2 separate regions of the Mus musculus genome follow, and region 2 is linked to region 1. The links are chromatin contacts, called in public promoter capture Hi-C maps. All regions are on one chromosome and are shown on one strand. The core of a region is the stretch at or near the end of the contact, and the rest is flanking DNA. Distances in the headings are between cores, read along the strand shown.

Evidence for each region. Promoter capture Hi-C pulls out the DNA fragments that hold promoters and counts their contacts.
Region 2: a contact with region 1 is called in a promoter capture Hi-C map of hippocampal neurons, with 2.2 times the contacts expected there. The contact joins the enhancer-like site here to the promoter of 5031426D15Rik in region 1. A contact is called at or near these places in 5 of 39 promoter capture datasets (the C10 cell line, embryonic stem cells, epiblast stem cells and 2 more) and 1 of 484 Hi-C or Micro-C datasets (cerebral cortex).

The regions. Positions count from the first base shown.
Region 1 is chr2:6,924,650-6,931,164 of GRCm38.p6, reverse strand. 5031426D15Rik (RIKEN cDNA 5031426D15 gene) reads left to right here and starts at 2,443. Exons shown (of 1, transcript NR_027890.1): 1 at 2,443-6,515. It also overlaps a transcript of Celf2 not described here.
Region 2 is chr2:7,170,282-7,176,526 of GRCm38.p6, reverse strand. It overlaps a transcript of Celf2 not described here. Among named protein-coding and RNA genes, the nearest start is that of 5031426D15Rik, 240 kb to the right of the region's middle. Within about 2 kb of position 3,141, at least 16 of the 459 cell types and tissues checked have an H3K27ac peak or open chromatin away from gene starts, as enhancers often do. A contact at or near this core is called in cerebral cortex and hippocampal neurons, where this site is marked.

The DNA.
Region 1 (6,515 bases), core at 1,194-3,693:
CTGGCTACCTAGGGGAGGGGTATGGAAGTACTCATGTGAACTGGGTTTTTACCTCCAGCTATGCAAGACTACCCCCAGACTTTATAGCTTCAGATCATTAGGATCTGAGCAACCAGGACGGAGTGATTGCCTGTGGGCTACTCAGCGCTCCTTGGATGGACCTTGGATTCATCGTTAGATGAATCAGTTCAGAAGCATAATTTCACAATGACAGTAAGGACAGCAGAAATTAGTAACCTATTCAATTTACCATGACTATGTAGAGTATCCTCTAGTGTGCTTTCAAATCACCATTTCACAGTTTCAAAAGCAGAGGTTTTGATAAAGACCTGAAATCGCTATTTAACCTGCATTGGAGGTGGATGGCTCAGTTCTAAGCTGTGGTCCCCCTGGCTCCAGCACTCTTATCCATGGTTCTATACTCTCAGCCAAGTACGGCAACTGTAATTTCAATAGTAAAGTAAGAAGCTGACCCTGGAATACTAATATTGGGACATTCTTTGCCTATATGGCTGAGGTCAAGGAAGCTGTGGGGATCCCTTCATACAGCTCACACAAGGCAGAAAGTGGCAACGCGACTTTCAGGCACCCTGTGCATGTCTCAGTGGTTTAACTGCCTAACCAAGCTCTTCCTGCTTCCTTCTAGGTCCCATTACAAATAAAATCATCACTTGGAATTGTCTAGACCTAAGTAAGTTAGGGGAGATTACACTAGAAACAAATGGGAAAGAAAGGACAACTGAGAATCTGTTTGCCCGGCCTTTTAAGTTGTCTCATGTGGATGGATCAGCTCACAGATAATTTTATAGCAGCATCCTTCTTCCTTTTCCCTCTGTGTTTGATGGAGAGCTTACAAAACATCGATATCGAGTTATTTTCCTTTATTGCTGCTGCAAAACTTGCCTTAATAAGAAAGGAAAGAAAGAAAAATGGAAGCTTGTGGTCTGTCCACTCTATTTCTTCCAGAGAATCCCACAATCAAGGTTTAAGTCCTTTAAAACTCTTCTTTAGAGAAGGCATCTTCCAGTTGCTAGTATAAAATTCTCCAGGCCCCATACTAGCTTATAGATCTCTCTTTAGGGAAGTTACCTTTTCTCAGGTAACAGCTGCCAAGTGGTCAAGTAGGTATATGCCTCAGAGGAACTCAGACTTGGAGCACACATCTCTTTCCCCTGCATATAAGAAAAGTGGCTTGAAACCTGGTTATTGGCTTCTGTGAGCCTCGCTGCTAGCTTCTCTGCCATCTTATTAAATGCTGTGTACTGGATAAGGCAGTAAACCACCTGATCTAAAAGAACCACAAAAAGTGGATTGCACACAGTAGATGGCATTAAGATCTCACATCCTCCTGTAATGAGCCAGACCGTGCTTCCCCACGCTCGCTGTCAATGGTCCCACTCCACTCCACTCTCCAGCGCCTCAGGATTTAGTATAGCATACTCCACAGGATGACCCTCAAAGTCCTGCAAGGTAGCCACTTTCTTCCTATTCTATTTGCTTTATGGCACTCTGGACTTCTAGTCTTTTCCACATCTGATCAATCTTAGTCTCTACGATTAAGCCAGTCTTTCTGATGATTCACTCGCACTGCCTTATGTATTTCTATGTGACCTATGGTACTGGGCAATTTATTGGAAGACATTTATTATAGGTAATGGTACATTAATGGTATAATAGAATTAACATTTGGTGCATACGCATCTTCTGGGAGTCATCTGCTCTGTGAAGGATGACCCTCGATGCCTTTGTCTGAGTCTAAGAGGATGAACGCACTCGCCAGTGAGTTAAAGCTGTCAGAAGCCCTGTTACAGGGCTGGGAGAAGGAATCAACCTGTAAAGTGCTTGCAATCCAAACCTGAGAATCCTGAGTTCAGAGCCCCAGAAACCACATAAAAAACCACGTGTGTAACAGGAACATCCTCGTGCTGGGGGTGTGTGTTCTAGGGGCCTGTTGACCAGCCAGTTAAATAAACTGGCAAGCGCCAGAACCAATGTGGATCTCTGTGTCCAAAAGGAAGTTGGAGAACAATAGAGAAGGAACTTGTTGTCAATCACATATCTGTACACACACACATACACACACACACACACACACACACACACACACACACACACAAAGAAACTTCTAAACTTGACAAGGTCTGCTTTAGCTAACCATCAAGCTAAGCTTTGGCCAATGGATCCTGTCTCTTCAGCTCTTCTGCCCATCCCCCCTTCCCTTTGTCTCCCGCAGAAAAGAGAAGAACAGAGTGATTGATTTCATCTTCAGAGGACACTGAAGTGTTCAAGGCAGACCTCATGAAATGATGTCCCATTGGTCTTTGCATTGTTCACGTGATTTCATAAGAGAAAGAACTTGGTGTTTATAAACTGATCAGAGAAGACAGAAACTCTTACCACAAGCTAACCTTTTGTAAGATTTTATGCACATGTGTGTGTGTGTGTGTGTGTGTGTGTGTGTGTGTGTGTGTGTATGTATGTATGTGTGTGTGTGTACCATAGCATGCATATGAAGGTCAAAGGGCAATTTACTGGAATCAGCTCTCTCTTTCCACCATGTAAGTTCTGAGTTTCCTACTCAGGCAGGCTTGATAAGAAATGTCTTTACCTACAGAGCTGTCTCACAGACTCTCGCCTTTAACTTCATTTCCTCACCTTCCAAGTGGATAATCATAGTCACAGATATATCTCTTTGTCCTCGGCATCAAATGGGAGATGAACCAGAAGTCACCCTGCAAAGTCTGATCAGAGGCACCATCTTGGTTATCTGTCTCAGGGTTGTTTATGGCTTAAGGGAAATGCTTATGAAGTGTTAAACAGTCTTGGAGGGAGTCGCTAGACTAAATGTGAGTAATTCCTTAGGAGTCAGTAATGGGGACTCTCTGAAAGCTGTACTTTGGAGAAAAAAAAATGTTTACACCGAAATAAGCATGAATCTGTATCTCCGTTTCTGTGTCCATCTGTCTAGAGAGAAGGGTGTATGAAGGGAATTTGACAAGTTTCATCTGGAGAGGAAAACTTGCTCAAGCATGAGGATGCTGTTTCTCTGAAATCTGCACTTGGCTTCTTCCCAGGGATCTGACTTCTCCTGGGCTTTGCAGCTAAATTCTCAGGGATGTATCCTCAGAAGTACTGTCTGTACCAATTCAGCTGCTTCTAGAATGAGCCACATTTCAAAAGAGAGAAAAAAAAAAGAGAGAGAGAACAAACTGAAGAGTCAAGGAGATGAAAGTGAGAACACCAGCCATATGCCCAAGATATTCTCCACCATACCCTGGGGTTCTCCAGAGCCAGCGTATGGAGTGTGGAGCATCCTGGGGAAGCTTCCATGGAGAGACTCTAAGTTGGGTAGCTCAGTTTTGAAGGATTACATCACAGTCTGCTTCTCAAACATGTTAGAAAACAGAGAAAGAACAGGCCCACATTACCCTGCTGTGTATGAGGCAGGTGCTTTTGGTGGTGTGTTTTAAGAACAGGCTGATAAATTTCCCCTATCCCAGCATGTCCCAGACCAACTGTCATTATTCCTTGAGTTACTTTATGTTATGAATTTATATATATATATATATCAGTTACCAAAGTCAGCTCAACTTTATCAACCCATTTCCATATTGTGCTTTACTGTCAATAAGAGGTTGTGATTACCTTCCATAAATATTTGTTTAACTTTTATATTTTGTGTTCAGAATACAAATATTCTTTTCTTTTTTAAAGCAATATCACATGTATTTTACAAGTCCAATCAATCTAACATGGATTCTGTAGTTTGCTTTTCTGTTGCTGTGATAAATGCCATATCCAGAAGAAACTTAGGGAAGGAAATCATTTATTTCAGCTTTCACTTTAAGATCGCAATCCATCATTGAGGGAAGTCAGCACTGAGAACATGGAGAAGGTTGCCTACTGGCTTGCTCACTGTGTCATGCCCAGTTTGTTTTATTATACAGCTCAGGACCACATGCCTAGGGATGGTGCCACCTGGAGTGGACTGGGCCCTGCCACATCGATTAATCAAGACAGTCTCTCACAGATATGTTCAGAAACCAGTCTAATTCAGATAGTTCTACCATTAATGTTTCCTCTTCCAAGCTGAATTCTAGGTGGTGTCAGGTTGGCATTAAAAACTAAGCTACACAGTAGGGAACCAAACCAGGGTTGCTTGGAATATTCTCAAACCTTTAGCCTAGGTTAGTCAGTATATTTCAACCTTCTAAGAGTATTACATATTTTTTTCTCCTTGGATCCTTTTGGTCCATCAGCAGAAGGGCTGTCATCACATAACTATTGCCTGGCCTTTTCATAGACACAGAATGACCCCATTCCCCCAGGGGAAGGTACCTTGATTAGTTTCCTTTGTGAAAAATGTCTTTTCAGTCTTCTGGATCAAAGAGCATGAGGTGGATGCAAGCTGCTAGAATATTGAATTATCGTTTTCCTTTTCAATTAGCACCAGTTGCTGGCACCTTGTGTGACCCAAACTGAAAAAGAATTAGCATCAGCATCTTTTGTTTTGTTTCATTTTTTTTTTAATTTCAACACGGTGGTTATCGTCATACGCACTGCTGTCAGGATGCCTGGTGTGGGTTCCTAAACTCTCTCACCACTCAAAACAGCATGAAGTTACAAGCTGGAGAGGGACTGTCTTAGCTGACTTTTCAATCCTAGGTGTCTTCCTAGGGAAACTGGAGCTCAACCAACATAAGCTGGTTGTGGAAAAGATGTCTGTTAAGAGAGCACTAAAAGCAGGAAGGCGGAGCCGCGGGCCTTGAGCTTCTCCCCTCGTCCCCACAATCCCAGGGCAGAAAATTATATTTTCTTCTTACTGACATTAACCAAAGACAGTGCTTTATTTATTTCTTGTTTGTTTGTTTGTTTGCTTGGGGGCATTGAACCAAATAAACTAGGTTGGGGTGGGGCATCCAACTTTATTTAAATCCACCCAGTAGAAATACTCTACTGCTAAAGCTAGTCGTTAGAATACTCTGTCAAATGGGAACTTCTCTTAATTGATATAACTGTGCTTCACTGGGCCCAGTGAAAACTGAGGTTCCTAAAGGTGATCTGGAGTTAATGAAAAGTTCTGAAATGTCTTGAATCATCAGAGAAAGATTACAATGTGTTCAGTGTTGCTTTAGTATTAAAGATTTTATTGCATCCCATATCTGGAAAACTGGTAATACGCACCTAGTATGTTGATAATATCCTATTCAACCGAGTGTTTGATTTGACAGGACATCCCATTTCTCAATAGAGCAGGAAGGCAAAGCCTTCTTGTTATAGCTGGCTGGCTGTTCTGCTCTGGGCACCGTTAGGCTATTCTTATTTTTTATAGCGAAACTAATAGGTATGAATTGGAAACTGCCTCCTTTTTCTTGGTAATTGGGCATTTGCTTTATAGATTTAAATATGCCTGGCACAGTATTCTAAGTAGGCATGTTCCTGGCTAGAGGGCTTTGTGCTTCTAAATTTCTGAAAGTCTACCATTCTCTTTGGCTAATGGGATTAAAGAGAGCACGAGGATGGGACCTCCTTCATTGCTTTATTATCCCTGCCGTTCTCTTCAATGCTGGTCCCAGCTGGTCAGTGCTCTTCATACAAGTGCAAATATTCCACAATGGTTTTCTCTTTATAGTGTCTGACTCTGTAGCCCAGGCTCGCCCCAGAACTTGATGTATGGCCATATATCTCTGGTCTCAAACTCACTACAGTATTCCTTCTGTTTCAGTCTCTTGAGTTCTGGGATTACAGGTATGAGCCACTACACCGAGCTACAGTGGGATTTTCTCAGTTCATTTTTATTTTAGGCCTAATGAAGGCCACGGAGCTAATTTGGAACTAAAAGGCTTCTGTTCTTCATTTCCAAGGGAAAAGAAGTAAGTTTTCTAAGTAGGTGAGGGGTTTAGGGTTGGGAGATAATGATTTCAGGCTTAAAAGGAGACCCAAAGGGAAGTTGACCTCATTTTATTGCCAGAAGATTACACTGTGTATTTTTAGATGGTGATATTGACTTCCTGAAGAGAAAAACTAAAAATGTGCTGAGAAATGTTACCGTATTAAAGGAGGCGTGATTGACATTCTCAAGCACGAAAATGTATCCATTTAACAAATAACAAACACTGACGATTGTATTCTTTTAAGTTTGAATGTTTTCTACAATTTGGGAGGTGGGTATATAGTTTAGTCAGTATAGTGATGCCCATTCAGACATGAGAGCCTAATCTGAAGCCCTGGCACCCATATTAAAAAAAAAAAAAAAAAAAAAAAAAAAAAAAAAACTAGCCACACGAGAATGCTTCTGTAATCCTATAACTGGAAAGCCAGAGAGACATGGGAGCCTGGAGCTCGTAGCCAGCTGTCTAAGAGACCATGTCTTAAACACTAAGGCAATGAATCATCAAGGAAGATACCCATGCCCTCTGGCCTCGACGTGCTAAAGATTTTATGTATATGAGTATACCATTGCTCTCTTCAGACACACCAGAAGAGGGCATCAGATCCCATTACAGATGATTTTG
Region 2 (6,245 bases), core at 1,892-4,391, 240 kb before region 1:
CATATATACTTTTATTTCCTCACAATGAAACACCTTATTTTTCTTATTTCTTGAGTGTGTGTGTGTACACATGAATATAAGTACATGCATGTATGACAGTGCTCATCACATGTGTATGCATGCATGTGAAAGTGAGAAGAAAATCTTGGTTGCCATCTTCAAGAATGTGCACACCTCACTTGAGTCAAGACCTCTAATTGGCCAGAAGCTGGCCAATTAGGCCATCCTGATTGGACACCAAGCCCTTAGCATCTTCTTTATTGACACCTTAAATTAACAACCACATGCCACCATATCTGGAACTTCTACATGGGTTCTAAGGTTCAAATTCATGTCTTCCTCTGATTGACTGAGCCTCCCACCATGCCCTCACAGACATTTTATTTTATGAGCAAATACAGTAGATACAAAAGATTCTTTGAAAACAATCTCAAGTATATTTTCCATTTTATGCATTGATATATTTATATACCAAACTTACCAAAGAAAATTATACATATTTTTTATTTTTGTTTGTTTACTTTTTTAAACTTGAGTTGCTGAACAGATAGTCTGTGCATATTGCTGCTGTTGTTTATGAACAGAGCTGGTCTTGAATTTATAGCATTCCTCTTCCCTCACCCTTCTTAGTACTGAGATTATAGACATGAACCACAGTGTCTAACTAATAACATGTTTTTGATGATTACTCCCTTCATGCCATTTTCCCCTATGATCATAAGGTAATTTCTCAGATAATAGCCAGCCCCAGAGTTGAACTCACCCCTCTGACAGTGGCTTCTATCCACACCTGTGTCAGGCAAAATGGAAAAGCTGGAAATAGCAATGGGAAGCAGGCCTGCCCAGTCTTTGTCCCGATAGATGGGGATGTTCTGGGAGTTAGAGCACAGTGGCACAAATTGAAGTCTAAATGCAGATAGCCTCGGTGCTGTGGATCATGAGAACAGGTAAAAGGAAGATGGTTCTCCGTTGTCAAAATACTATCTGAAAGTGGAAATGACACTTGATCCGACATGTGCAGGGTAGTTGGGGTTAACTAGGTAAGAGCAAGCTGTAAATAAAGCATTGAGCTGTGAGAAACACTGCCCAGTAGTAGAGTCCATGACACATCCTAACTCAGAGGAGATGATAGCCTGATCACAAAATATCTTTGCTTTTTGGAAACCCAAGAAGTGACCAAAGAAAATGGGGTGCTCCAGAGCAGGACTCTTCAAAAGGAAAATGGAATCTCCTGATGTCTTACAGGTCATTTTTCAGAACCCTGTAAAATACTCCTCTCTTTTCTCTTCTTCTCTTCTCTTCTCTCCTCCCCTCCCCTCCCCTCTCCTCTCCTCTCCCCTCCCCTCCCCTCCCCTCCTCATCCTCTCCTCCTCTCTTCTTCTTCTTCTCCTTCTTCTTCTCCTTCTTCTTCTCCTTCTTCTTCTTCTTCTTCTTCTTCTTCTTCTTCTTCTTCTTCCAATCTCTCTCCCTCTCTCTCTCTCTCTCTCTCTCTCTCTCTCTCTCTCTCTCTCTCTCTCTCTCTCTCTCTCTGCACCTAGTGCTCAATCACTAGTTGGATAGACTGAGTGGCCAATGAACTCTGAGGCATCCCCTACCCTCTGAGCCACAGGATGACAGTTGTGTGGCAAAGTGTCCAGCTTCCTCACATGAGTGATGGAGATCTGAACTTGGGTCTTCGTGCTTCATCAGTCACTTTACCTTAAGCTATCTACCAGGTCCCAACTCAAGCTTTAACCCTGGAATGGAAAGACTTAATTGCTAAGCAACCACAGCAACACATACTGAGGACTAGAATCGCATCTTGATCATATCTCAGATTTCACAAATGTCTGCTTCCTGCTTAGGGGAGACTGGTCTTGTTGTTATAGAAACAACAGAACCCTAAGTGTTTAAGTGCTGACATTTCACAAGAAGCTTCACCCCTACCTTTAACTGAGACTCAACCCCACTGGACATGTGGCATCCACTGATAAAGGGCCGATTGATTCCTCTGGCTTCAGGCTTTATACCTATTAATATGCTAAGAGGACTCTAAGCAATAGCACACAAAATCTGTAGATTATACCTCACTGTGAATTAATCATTGAATCCTGTCGTGGGAAGAGCCTTAGTTCTAGGAGAGACAAAATCAGAGAACAGTTATGGGGGAGCTGATGCTGAACAATGAGAAGCTTTGTAGAGAAGGGAAGCAGCTCACACTGTCCACTGTCCTTCATTCATCTCCCACCAGTGTGGGGCTTGTGAGCTTGCAGCATGGAACCCCCAAACACTGGCTGTTGGCTTCATTGCTTCTTCTGCTGGGCTTGGGCTCAATGGCTCACCCACAGCATCACTTTGTCATACTAAAACTGTAAAACCTAGGCTTGGGGCTACGTAATTTAGTATAGTGGTAGAGTACTTGTCCACTCTGTGCAATGCCCTAAATTCTATTCCCAGCAGGAAAAAAAAAAAAAGTCAACCAGTTCATTTATTTATTCAGTAGCTCTCAACTATAGGTACTCATAGAAACTGAAGCAGGAATTCATTCCCATTGGAATAAAAGGCCAGCTCTGGGTTTAAAGGCTCAACCAGAGGCAATATACAGAGGCAATATAGACAGGCTACAGGGAGTGCCAGTGAGTGAGGCAAGTGCTGCCTTCTGTGAGGCAGCAGCCCAAGCCAGCACCAAATGCCTTTCCAAGCTGCTAGGAAGGATTAAATCCAGGGAACTCCAACAGAGAAAGATGCAAATATTCTCAGGAACAGAGGGAAATGGGAGCCTGAGTTCCAAATGTCAATTACTAGAAGTCTCCAGAGGCTGGTTAAAAATAGATATGCAGGTTCACTTCGTTCACTTCTTGGGAAGGGTCATCCTATCATATCAGATTCCCATCAACTTCTTATCACCCAAGAGCTGCGTTGTCAACCATTTGCAATTGGAAGTTTCAGTTATCCCATTGTCACGGCGCCCAAATTAGCACAGAGCTGAGACTTTCAATTAAATCCCAAATGCCACAGTTTACGGGTTACCATAGAACAACGTGCACAAGATAGACACAAAAGAAGCTCAAGACATAGAAGCATGGCGTGACCTGGCTTAGTGTTTTCCCAAGTAGCCTGCTCCTGCGTGTCTGTGCCAGAGCACAGAGGAGAGGGACGGGACTGGGAATAGGCCCAGCCACCAGCAGGCAGGTTGCGCCAGCCAAGAAGCAGCATGGGTTGAGGACAGAGAAGTTACGTCCTTTCTGTCCATTACTGCTGCCACCCCTGCCTTGATAAAGTTCCTCACACTCTAACAGTCCTCTCTGCTGTGCCCAAGCAATAATGTACAAGTGAAGAAGGTTGAGTCTGAATGACTCATGGACATCAGTTTGCAGTAGGCTCCAAACTAGACCTCCTAGTTGAAGGAACTGCAGTGCAGATATGCCTGAACAGAAAACCCTCTCAAAGGCAGTTTGATTTGACTAGAGTATTCGGTGCTTGGTTTTTTGAGGGGAACAATGGATTTGCTTTCCTAATTAGTTTTAGGCTAAGCTAGTATTAAACTTGTATTCTGTTCTGTGAACCCTTCCTGGCTGGAAACAAACAATGCCGAAGAGGAACAGAAGTGGAAGGGAGGAACCAAATATACCAAAAGCTTAGAAAAAGGGGACATAAAGACAAAATAAACAATTTACAAAACATCCAATCTCGATTTGATTTTAGAGAGAAGGATGCTAGTATGCTGTGTGTGTATGAGTTTGTGTGTTATATATGTGTGTGTTATATATGTAGGTATGTGTGTATGTTTTTGTGTGTTATATATTTGTACGTGTGTTATGTATGTATGTGTGTGTGTTTGTGTGTTATATATGTATGTGTTATATATGTAAGTATGTGTGTATATTATGTGTGTGTTTTACATATGTGTGTATGTGTGTTATGTATGTATATGTGTATGTTATGCATGTGTGTATGTGCATATTATGTGTGTGTGTTTTACATTGTGTGTGTGTGTGTGTGTGTGTGTGTGTATATACCTAGGCAAGCATCAGGTATATCCCTCTCTTGTATTACTCTCTCCTTTGGGTTTTGAAACATAACCTTTTACTGAACCCAGGTTGACTGATTGGGCAAAACTAGCTGACCAGTGACTTTCAGGGATCTTCCTGTCTTGGCCTTCCCAGTGCTGAGACCACAGGGTGTGGCTTTTAAGTGGGTTCTGGGAATCCACACCCAGCTTCTCATGGTAGTTAAGCAAGCCCTTTACTGACTGAGGTATCTCTCCAGCCCTAACTTCTCAGTGGACATTTTCTTCTCACTAGATTGGTACTTGTATCTCTTTGTGAGTATCTGTGGTTTAATCTAGTGTGTCTCCTGCTTTACCTCAATCCAAATTACTTCACCCATGTCCCAAGATACTGGGACATCACAACCAAGCCATTTATGTCTCTGCAGTGTTTGCTTCTACAAAAAGGCAAGTGTTTTAAGAATAAGTCTTAAGAGAAATCAAATCTATTTCTATTGACAGAAGTCCATTAGAACTCAGATATTCTAGGGACTGGGATATTATTTGGTTGATGTGTGCAGAGTACAAGAAAGCCCCTAGTTGCCCAGCAGTGGTGACTCATGCCTTTAATCCCAGCACTTGGGAGGAAGTGGCAGGCGGATTTCTGAATTCGAGGCCAGCCTGGTCTACAGAGTGAGTTCCAGGACAGCCAGGGCTACCCAGAGAAACCCTGTCTCGAAAAACGAAAAGAAAAAAGAAAGCCTCTGGTTTGTTTGCCAGCTCTTTATGTTGCAGTTGTAGTAGTTCATGTCTATAATCTCAGCACTGGGGTAGCTGACACAGGGAGATCAGAAGTTCAAGGCCATCTCTGCCAGATAGGAAGTTTGAGGACAGCTTGGAATACATGAAACCCTATCTAAGAAAACATACTGAGAGATGACCCAGTGGGTAGAGACTGAGTTTAATCTTTGTAACCCACATAATAGAAGAAATTGTGCACTGACTCCCACAGTGAACATGCTGTGTCAATCACGCACACAGGATCTGTATCCCTGAGCTACAGTCCCAGCTCATGCTTCTCTCTGATGTCAGCATTATTTATCTGGCCTTTCCCACCATGTAAGTGGCCTTTCTCCAAATGGGTAAAAGTCAAAGGTCCTACAAAGCCAACTCTGTTAAGAATCACTTATAGGGTTTAGGTCAAGAGGCCAAGCTGCTTCAGCAATCCTGTCGTCTCTGCTGGGTCCCGGTTGGATTGCTTTAGAGTCAGGAGCCAGTGGGATGCGGTGCCCTCTAATTGCTCTACACATGACCTATACTCCCCAAAGAATAACAAATGACCACCTTGTGGTTCTTGCTCTTGCTCAGAATAGATTTAAACTCATCATATGCATGAGCCCGGCCAATTACAGCAGCCGTCACAAGAACTTTTCTTGCCCGGTTACTAAAGATATGGAATCCTAAGTATCGGGGCCTTAGGTAAATGTCAAAGCACCACACGGCTAATCAGTCATGGAAGAATTGAAAGCTGGGAGTGCTGACTGAAAGGCATGAGCGTTCTTCACCTCCCAATCTGATGATTGACATCTACCACATCCACACTCTTTCTCAGATAAGGGAAAATCTCATAGAAGTAAGTTGGGCCCCCTGATTCCAGAAAAGATAATATATTTGGTAATGTAGCAGCTGCACAGATGGGAGGTTGAGTGAAGGAACATATGTGAGAATCTGGGGAGATCTCTCAGTGAGTAAAGTGCTTGCTGCATAAGCGTGAGGATCTGAACTCAGATCCCAGGCATCCAACGATGGAAAAAGCCAAGCCTGGTGCCACACATCTGTAAGCCCAGGACTGGGGTAAAAGGCAGGCAGATCCCAGGGGCTCACTGGGTAACCAGTATAGCCAAAACAGCAAGCTTTGGCTCCAGTAGAAAATCCCTGTCTCAAAATAGTAAGATAATAGAAGCAGAAACCTGGAGTCAAACACACAGACGAGCGCTCACACACACACACACACACAAACACATGAGTGTACCTGCATACACATGCTCACACATTAATTTGGATGGACACACACAGTGAACATATATGAAATCCCATCTATGATTTTGCTAAGAAAAAAATTTCTAATAATGCGAAATGGTAACTATTAAAATAGCCTTTACCTCTGTCCCTCACGCTGCCTTTACAGCACAGTCCATCGCTCTTGCTTCAAGACTCTGTAAGCCAGATCATTATTTGAAACCCCTGCAGTCCCAATGCCGTTTCTGAGCAGAGATTT